Regions from separate parts of the Mus musculus genome. Here region 2 is linked to region 1. The links are chromatin contacts, called in public HiChIP or PLAC-seq maps. All regions are on one chromosome and are shown on one strand. Each heading gives the region's core, a stretch centred on a gene start, on an enhancer-like site or on the middle of the called end of the contact. The rest is flanking DNA. Distances are from core to core; before and after follow the strand shown. Region 1 holds the start of Ezh2 (enhancer of zeste 2 polycomb repressive complex 2 subunit). Region 2 holds the start of Zfp398 (zinc finger protein 398).

Region 1 (3,685 bases), core at 192-2,691:
CGTTGTAGCGTTGTTGTACGGTATTTTAAATATCAAAGACAAATTTTTACTTCAGATGAATTTAGATTCTACAGATCCTGTTAATAAGCAAAGTAAGTTTCTTTGAATTGTGACAAGAATACACTCGAATTTCTTAGGCAACAAATGCCTTTTCTGACTCACCAAAGCTATTGTTCACGGGAAACGTGACCCACTAAAAAGAAACTGTCAATTCTACAGCGTAAACCCACATTTCTCGTGGGTATTTTATTTCGATCATCTAGTCTTTAACAACCTACCCCTGGAGATTTGGGGAATAATCACTGAGTAAATGACAGTTGATTTCGTTAGCACCTGTCACCATTCTCAAAAGCACACAAGTTGGCCAAAACAGATTTTGTTTTTCTTTCAGGTTTTGGTCCTTTAGAAAGTAGAACTCACAAGACATTCACCAAGTTTTCCGAAAGCCCGTGCTTTCTCAATTTCTCCCATTTTCAAAAAGTAGCCCTGAAGCATACGATCTGGTGCGTGCAAGGGGGGCTGTATAATGAAGTGAGAGAAGGAAACACAGCTGGACTCTTCCATCGAACTTAGCACAAAGCCAGTCGAGGACACTAGCAGCCCGAGGCAGTGGGAGACTCCCGGCTCTCGGGGAAATGTCAGCCGCAGGGCTAAGGGAGTTCCCACATTGTGCACGCAGTCCCGCCTTAGCAAGGCCCGGCGTTAGCCGGTCGCCCCCAGCAGGGCCAGGCAAGGACGAGCCCTGCCCACTCGCGCTCGCGTCGCGCCTCCCCACGCCCCCACCCGCGCGGCGGGAGCCCCGAGTGTCGCGTCCTCCCCTCCCCTTCCGAGACACAGTCTGTCCTTTGTCTGAGTGCAGACTCTCGACTCGGTCCCACCAACTTGTGTGTAAGTCCCGTCCTACCCGGGCGCTCCCGCCTCCCAGCCACACAAAGAAGACTTGAGGCTCAGCGCTGCCGGCCCCGATCGGCCACAGGAACGCCCCCAGCCCCGGCCAGGCGGGACCAGGCTCCGGGACAGAAGCCCCCACTCCCGGCCCCCGCCCGCCCGCGTCTGCCGGAATCCACAGTTCACTCGTGGGACCGCGGGGACCGCCACACACCTCACGACCGCTCAGAAAGCTGTCCCCTAGCCCTCCCTCCGCGCCTACAAAAGCGGCGCTCGAGTGAGACCCGCTTGGGCGATGCCGAAGACTGGCCAGGCACCCGCGCGGAGGTCCCGCGATCGCCGCCGCCGCCGCCGCCGCCCCGGGGCGCGTTCCAGATCCCTGACTGCCGACCACCGGCGGCCGACGGCGCGGACTACCTTCGTCCCGCGCGCCAGCCCGCGCCTCTCCCGCGCGTCGCCCCCAACCCGCCGCCACCGCCACCGCCGCCGCCGGGACTCCACTGCCTTCGATGTCCCACTGGGTGTCGGACGCGACCGGACCGAGCGCCAAACGCAGCAACCCAATCGCCATCGCTTTTATTTGGCCCCCCCAGCACTATCAAGCGCCTCTCCGATTGGAGGATGCGAGAGGGCGCCCGTCCAATCAGAGGGCCGAACGGGCTGGGAGCCTTCGGAGCGAGCTCCAGCCCTGGGAGCGCGAGGCTCACCAGCGCGTGCGCGAGTGACAGGGCTCGCTCTGAGGAACGCGGCTTGCTGGGTGGAAGCACCACAGTCGCTGTCTTTGTTCTTTTGCCAACGTGCGGTACCTCTCAGGAAAGCCATGGACAGGCAGGCGGAGGCCGGGCACTTGGCGGGACCCGAAGCCCGCTATGGGCAGGAGGCGGGGAGGTCGGGATGGCGGGAACCGGCCGGGGGGCGGGCCAGCTCTTGGCGGGAATGGGCGCTGAGTGGTTCTCGGGAGGGGGAGGGGAGGAGACGGGCGGGCGCCTGAGCCAAGTTTGAAATAGTTCAAAACTCGGGTTGGTAACGGTCTTAACCGCCCTCTTCTCCGGCGTGCCATACTGGGCCCGGGGTCCAACACTTTTGTTGGCGCCACTGAAAGGAAGGCGTGTGACCGGCCCCACAGGGGATTCAATGCGGGGCGGCCCTCGCTCCTCACGGAGAGCACCAGTAGGCAGATAAAGTTAGTGCGGTTCCTTTCGGCACCTTGGAGGCTTTGGCTAGCAAAACTGGTGCCTAATCCCCTGACGACGGAAGAAAAGGCGACCAGATTTCTCTGAAAGGCCTTCCAAGCTGCGTTTATGGTTCTTAGCACTTATCAAGGTTTCAAGTTGTTTATTAACAACTTTTGAGAGCAAATAGCTCACCCCATGTTTTCTCAGCAAAGTGTAAGGAGTTTGCAACATTTGTCAATGGCATCTTGGGAGTCAACCTTTCTCCCCGAGGAATAGAAATGAGCTGCTTATACAGTACGCAGCCCAACCCCCACTCCCTGTTCAGTTATCTGGCAATGAGGTGAATAATGGTATTTCAAATTTACTTTTAATAAGATGCATCTGAATGGCAAAATCCCACAGACCTGTGAAAACAGGTTCAATAGTGAAGAGTTCAGACTGAGAATTTGTAACACTCTGGAAGTTATGTATCTGTATTGGTCGTGGTTCTCTAGAGGAACAGGTTGAATGAATGAATGAATAAATGAATGTATTCATTCCTTCACTGATAGAATGGATAGAGAACTGAGAATGAATATGTATATAGATTTTCAGAATATATAGAAAGAAGGAATATATACATAATCCTTCACTGGCATTAGAGCACACATCTTCTGGCTTCCTTCAGCCAAAGACACCCAGGCTTGTAGACTCAAGAACTAGCGGATTCTTGGGTTTTCCGTTGGTAAACAGTAATTGTTGGACTAGCTGGACCTACAGCCTGTAAGCCACTCTAATAAACTAGTGTGTGTGTATGTAAGCGGAAAATTCAAGAATCCACTAGTTCAGTTCATAAGCTGGGATGCCTTCAGCTGAACTTCATTATACACCTGAAATTCGGTATACATTATACATTGGCACAAATGCCAATAAAGGAATGGGCTTGCCAAGTAGAGTGAGGACAAGCAGGTGCAGCTTCCCACCTTAAAAGATCTGGATTAAAAGTCAAATGATTTAGTTAAGAAAAAAGCCATCGTGGGTGTACCCTTAGTTTTTAGTTAATTCTTGGGTTTTAGTTAATACCCTATGTAGTCAACTTGACAACCAAGAATAGCCAGAGAAAAATACACTCATGTTCAAATAAAAATATATATAAAAGAAAAATATGAGTTACTCAAGAGTGCTCTATAATGTGACAAACTAGCAGTCAACAATATACTAACTTGTCCTGGTAAAAAAGCTATCCAACTACATCAACAACTTATACGTGCTTTTTTTTTTTTCTTTTTTTTCAGTAAACAATTTAGACTTGAGGTAACTGCTTATCTTGAACTTTGTGTTACTATTTTAAATGTCCTTTAATATTAAGTATTGATAACATTTTTATAGAAAAATCAAGGAATTTACATTAGTATATATATGGAGCTTCTAAAGAAATCCAAGAGTTGTAATGAAAATTGTTAGGTGTTTAGAAGCAAGAAATGTTAAATATTTAAACAAAACTGGTTTAAGAAAAGAACATTTTAGCCAGCTTCAGAAAAAGCACAAGACCTAGAATGGATGGGGCAACAAAAGTACTCCAAATAGACATGTACAATCTACATAGAAAACATAATTGGAGCTGAGAATTCTTATTTAAAAGA
Region 2 (3,700 bases), core at 556-3,055, 240 kb after region 1:
AATTGACAGGTGATATATGCATACAATACACAAGATATTCTCTCTACACCACTGTTTTAGAGGATGAAACATTTAACAGCTTGGTGATGGCATCATTATTTTGAACAGACAGAGCTAGCCCTGATGCTTGGTGGGGCTCAGTTGAATGTGTCTTGCTTATCCAACCTTTGGGAGGTAGAGGCAGGAAGATCAGGAGGTCACAGTCATCCTTCACTACCTGGGCTACATGCCTCAAAAAGTTAAAGGATTAAGGATTGTTTAGTCATACAAATGTTCATGTTTCATATCCATAGGAGCATCTGACAACTAGGAGGGAAACAGAGAGTTTGGAAATTAGTCACCCACCCCCTTAAAACAGGGTTCCACTGTAGAGCTCCAAATGACCTAGAACTTGCTTTGGAGTCCAGGCTGGCCTTAAACTTACAGAAAGTTTCCTGTTTCTGCTTCCTAGTGCATGGATTAAAAGCAAGTACCATCATATCAGGCTTTATTCTTGCTTTCTAAGGCCTTTTTTTGTTTTGTTTTGTTTTGTTTTGTTTTGTTTTGTTTTTTGTTTTTTGTTTTTGTTTTTGAGACAGGGTTTCTCTGTGTAGCCCTGGCTTTCCTGGAACTCACTCTGTAGACCAAGCTGGCTTCAAACTTATACAGATTCACCTGCCTCTGCCTCCCAAGTGCTGGGACTGAAGATGGGCATCACCACTGCCAGGCCGAAGGCCACATTTAAAAATTATGTCTTTTAATAATAAAATCACTAATTATTTTCCTGAGGTCAATTATTTCTCTCTATCTCTGTCTCTCTCTTTCTTTCTCCTCCTCTTCTTTCTTCTTTTTCTAGTTCATTCCATTATAGTGATGTTCTAGTTTAGAGAACGGTAGTTTTAACTCCCAACTATGCACCATCTGACCACAGTTCATGCTCAAGTAGACTCAAAGTATACACAAGATATTGCTTTGTATGTACACTATAAAGACTCACAGTACACTCAAGTGGTAGTGGCCCAGCAGGAAGATCCCTATACTGTGGGGGCACTATAGACAGTCTACTGTTGAGGGCATTGAATGGATTCATTTCATTTACTGAGATAAATGTCTGAGAAGACTTTGGTTCATACATGTTTGAAAAAAGAGAAATACTGGAAAGTTATGGCTGTGTGATTATCTTTCTGCCACACAAGCTGTTAAACACACAACTCTGTCTTTTGTTGGTCCTTAGTCCAGATCCAGCAAATCTAACCACAAGCTTTATTTCTGTTGGCTCAAGTAGTCCACTTGTCGGTGCTGGTGAGTGAGCTCGGCAGAGGATCTGGGTTTGGCTCACAACTGTGTGTGTAGCTCCAGTTCCAGGTTATCCTGCATCCTATTCCGGCCTCCATAGGCAGTAGACATCCAAGTGTAGAGAAACATTTATACATATAAAATTAAAAGAAACAAATCTTTATAAAAATTCTACTTCTCATCCAAGCCCAAGTGAGACAATAATCAAAATAATCAGAATCTCTGGTGCCAATACAAGTCATATTTGTAATTTCTACGAACGATATAACTCCATCATTCCCACCTAGCTCACTCTGGTAGCCGATTACACTATCGTCCAGCCTGGACACCGCTCCCTGGCTCTTAAACTATGTAGCATCTGCTGGGTCTTCTCAGATGGATGGGAAACCCGAGTAGGTTGGATCTGCGTTCACCAAAACTCTTTTCTCAGAAGCTGACCTCTGGGAAGGCGCTCCGGATGCGGGGGCCGCCAGGGGGCGCGCTGTCCCGGGAGGACCGACCGGAGGGGGGCGCGTCTAGGCCGGCAGAGCGCCTGCAGTACTCGCTGCCCACAAAGCGCCAGCTGAGGGGCGGCTGCAGCCGGTGCGGCGTAGGCTGCTCGCTACTCAGCTCCTCTGCGTCCCAGCGCCCCCGGAAGCCCGATTGCCGCGCGAGTCCTGTCAGAGCGAGCAACGCGAGACCGCTTCTCGCCGTCTGCCGAGAGCACTGAGCAGCCGGGCCTGCGTGTGGTGGCGACTCCCGGGACAGGACCGGGCAGCGGAGGGCCATGGCTGAGGCGACCGCCGCTCCGGTAAGGGCGCTGATGGACGGGCGTCTCTGTCACCCGGGCCTCGGGGGAGGCGAGGGAGCTGGGGACGGCAGCGGGCCTTGTGGCCCGCGTGGGTCTGCGGCTGTCGTTTGCCCCGCAAGGCCACCGCGGACCGCAGCGCCGGGCGACGCCGCGGGACCAGGGTCTGCAGTTTCTAACCTACACGCGCCGCGGTGCTCCGCGTCAGCCCGCGGAACGGGGAAGTGGGCTCGAGGTGTTTTTGCAATCCACCAGCCATTCTGTACAGCCGCGAGAGCTGTCGTTGCTAGGTGCGGCAGGACAGTCACCTGCGTGGCGGGGAAGGTAAAAGCCAAGGTGTGTCCTTATGGACTGCGTGAGGACAGACAGCCTCGCGCGCCCGGGAGGGCAGGCTGTGGCGCCGCGGGGACCTTGGAAGGCCGACCGAGCGCAGGCTTAGCCAGTAGTGCAGTCGTGCGTGTGCTTGTTTGCTGCAGGCCTGCAGTGGGCCCAGCCGTGCATGCACCAGAGATGCCAGGGCTACCAGGACAACCCGCACAGTCCCTGCACACAGCCATTAAGGAAGAGGGGATGGTCGTTTAACAGAACGTTCTGATTGGAAAGTATTGCTTTTGTTTGCCACCTAAGAAGGCTTTGGTCAGCTCAAAGAGACTTTTTAAATAAGTCAGAAGTCAGGCAGGTCTGCAGAGGAGTAGATAGGAAGTAAAAAAGAAAGAAGAAACCAGGGGAGCAGCGGGGAGGGGCGGGGAATGGAGTAGAGGGGAATACCCTTCAAGTTTAATTTTCCCCCAACCCTTAAAAAAGATAGTAGAGCCCATGGTGTATGCTATAGGTATATGCCATGCTGAAAACTGTCACATACTTTTAGTTCTCTAGTAGTCATGTTTAGGAGGTTAAACCATGATGGTAACATGGTGGCTCACAGAGGAGTTTAAAATAGGAGAATCAGAAATTTTAGTATATGCTTGGCCAAATAGCCAGAGTGTGTGTCTTTAAAAAAAGAAAGAAAGAAAAGAAAAAAGTAAAAAAAAAAGTAAAAAGAAAGAGGAAATTAATTTCAGTTAATTCAGTGAAATGTTATTTAGCTCAAAGTATAAAAATATTTTAATAGTAATATTATAAAACTATTAATGAGATTTTAAACACAACACATCTCAATTGAACTGAGCACATTTAAAGTCCTCAATAATCACTTGGACTCAGTGACTTTGGTACTGACCAGGGCAAGACTGTTTTATGAAGAAGAATTTGGAAATACTGATATTTTTAATTTTAATTTTAAGAAATCTTTTTAGGGGTTATGGAGAGATAGCTCAGCAGTTAAAAGTACCAGTTGCTCTTGCAGAGGGCCCCGAGTTGATTCCTAACATTCACATGGTGACTAACAGCAATCTGTAACTTTAATTCCAAAGTATCTGATGCCCTCTTCTGACCCTTGAGGGCACTGGGCATGTAGATGTTGTCACATATTTACATGAAGGCAGGATACAGATACACATAAATAAATCTAAATGATTTAAAAATATTTTTATTCTTTGAAAATTTAATAGAGTGTATTTTGACCATTTCACCCTACTGCTCCTAACTCCTCTCAGATTCACTCCTCCCTCCCTCATAGTGTCCCCAGTTTTGTGTCCT

Evidence for each region. HiChIP or PLAC-seq counts read pairs in DNA pulled down with a chosen protein or histone mark.
Region 2: an HNF4G HiChIP or PLAC-seq map of pancreatic cancer cells shows a contact between it and region 1. The contact joins the promoter of Zfp398 here to the promoter of Ezh2 in region 1. A contact is called at or near these places in 1 of 484 Hi-C or Micro-C datasets (CD8 T cells) and 2 of 115 datasets of contacts at active chromatin or transcription factors (memory CD8 T cells and pancreatic cancer cells).

Annotation. Positions count from the first base shown.
Region 1 is chr6:47,593,589-47,597,273 of GRCm38.p6, forward strand. Ezh2 (enhancer of zeste 2 polycomb repressive complex 2 subunit) reads right to left here and starts at 1,442. Exons shown (of 20, transcript NM_007971.2): 1 at 1,306-1,442. F830010H11Rik (RIKEN cDNA F830010H11 gene) reads left to right here and starts at 1,621. Exons shown (of 1, transcript NR_168258.1): 1 at 1,621-3,685.
Region 2 is chr6:47,833,856-47,837,555 of GRCm38.p6, forward strand. Zfp398 (zinc finger protein 398) reads left to right here and starts at 1,806. Exons shown (of 6, transcript NM_027477.3): 1 at 1,806-2,065. The coding sequence starts at 2,042. It also overlaps a transcript of Zfp786 not described here.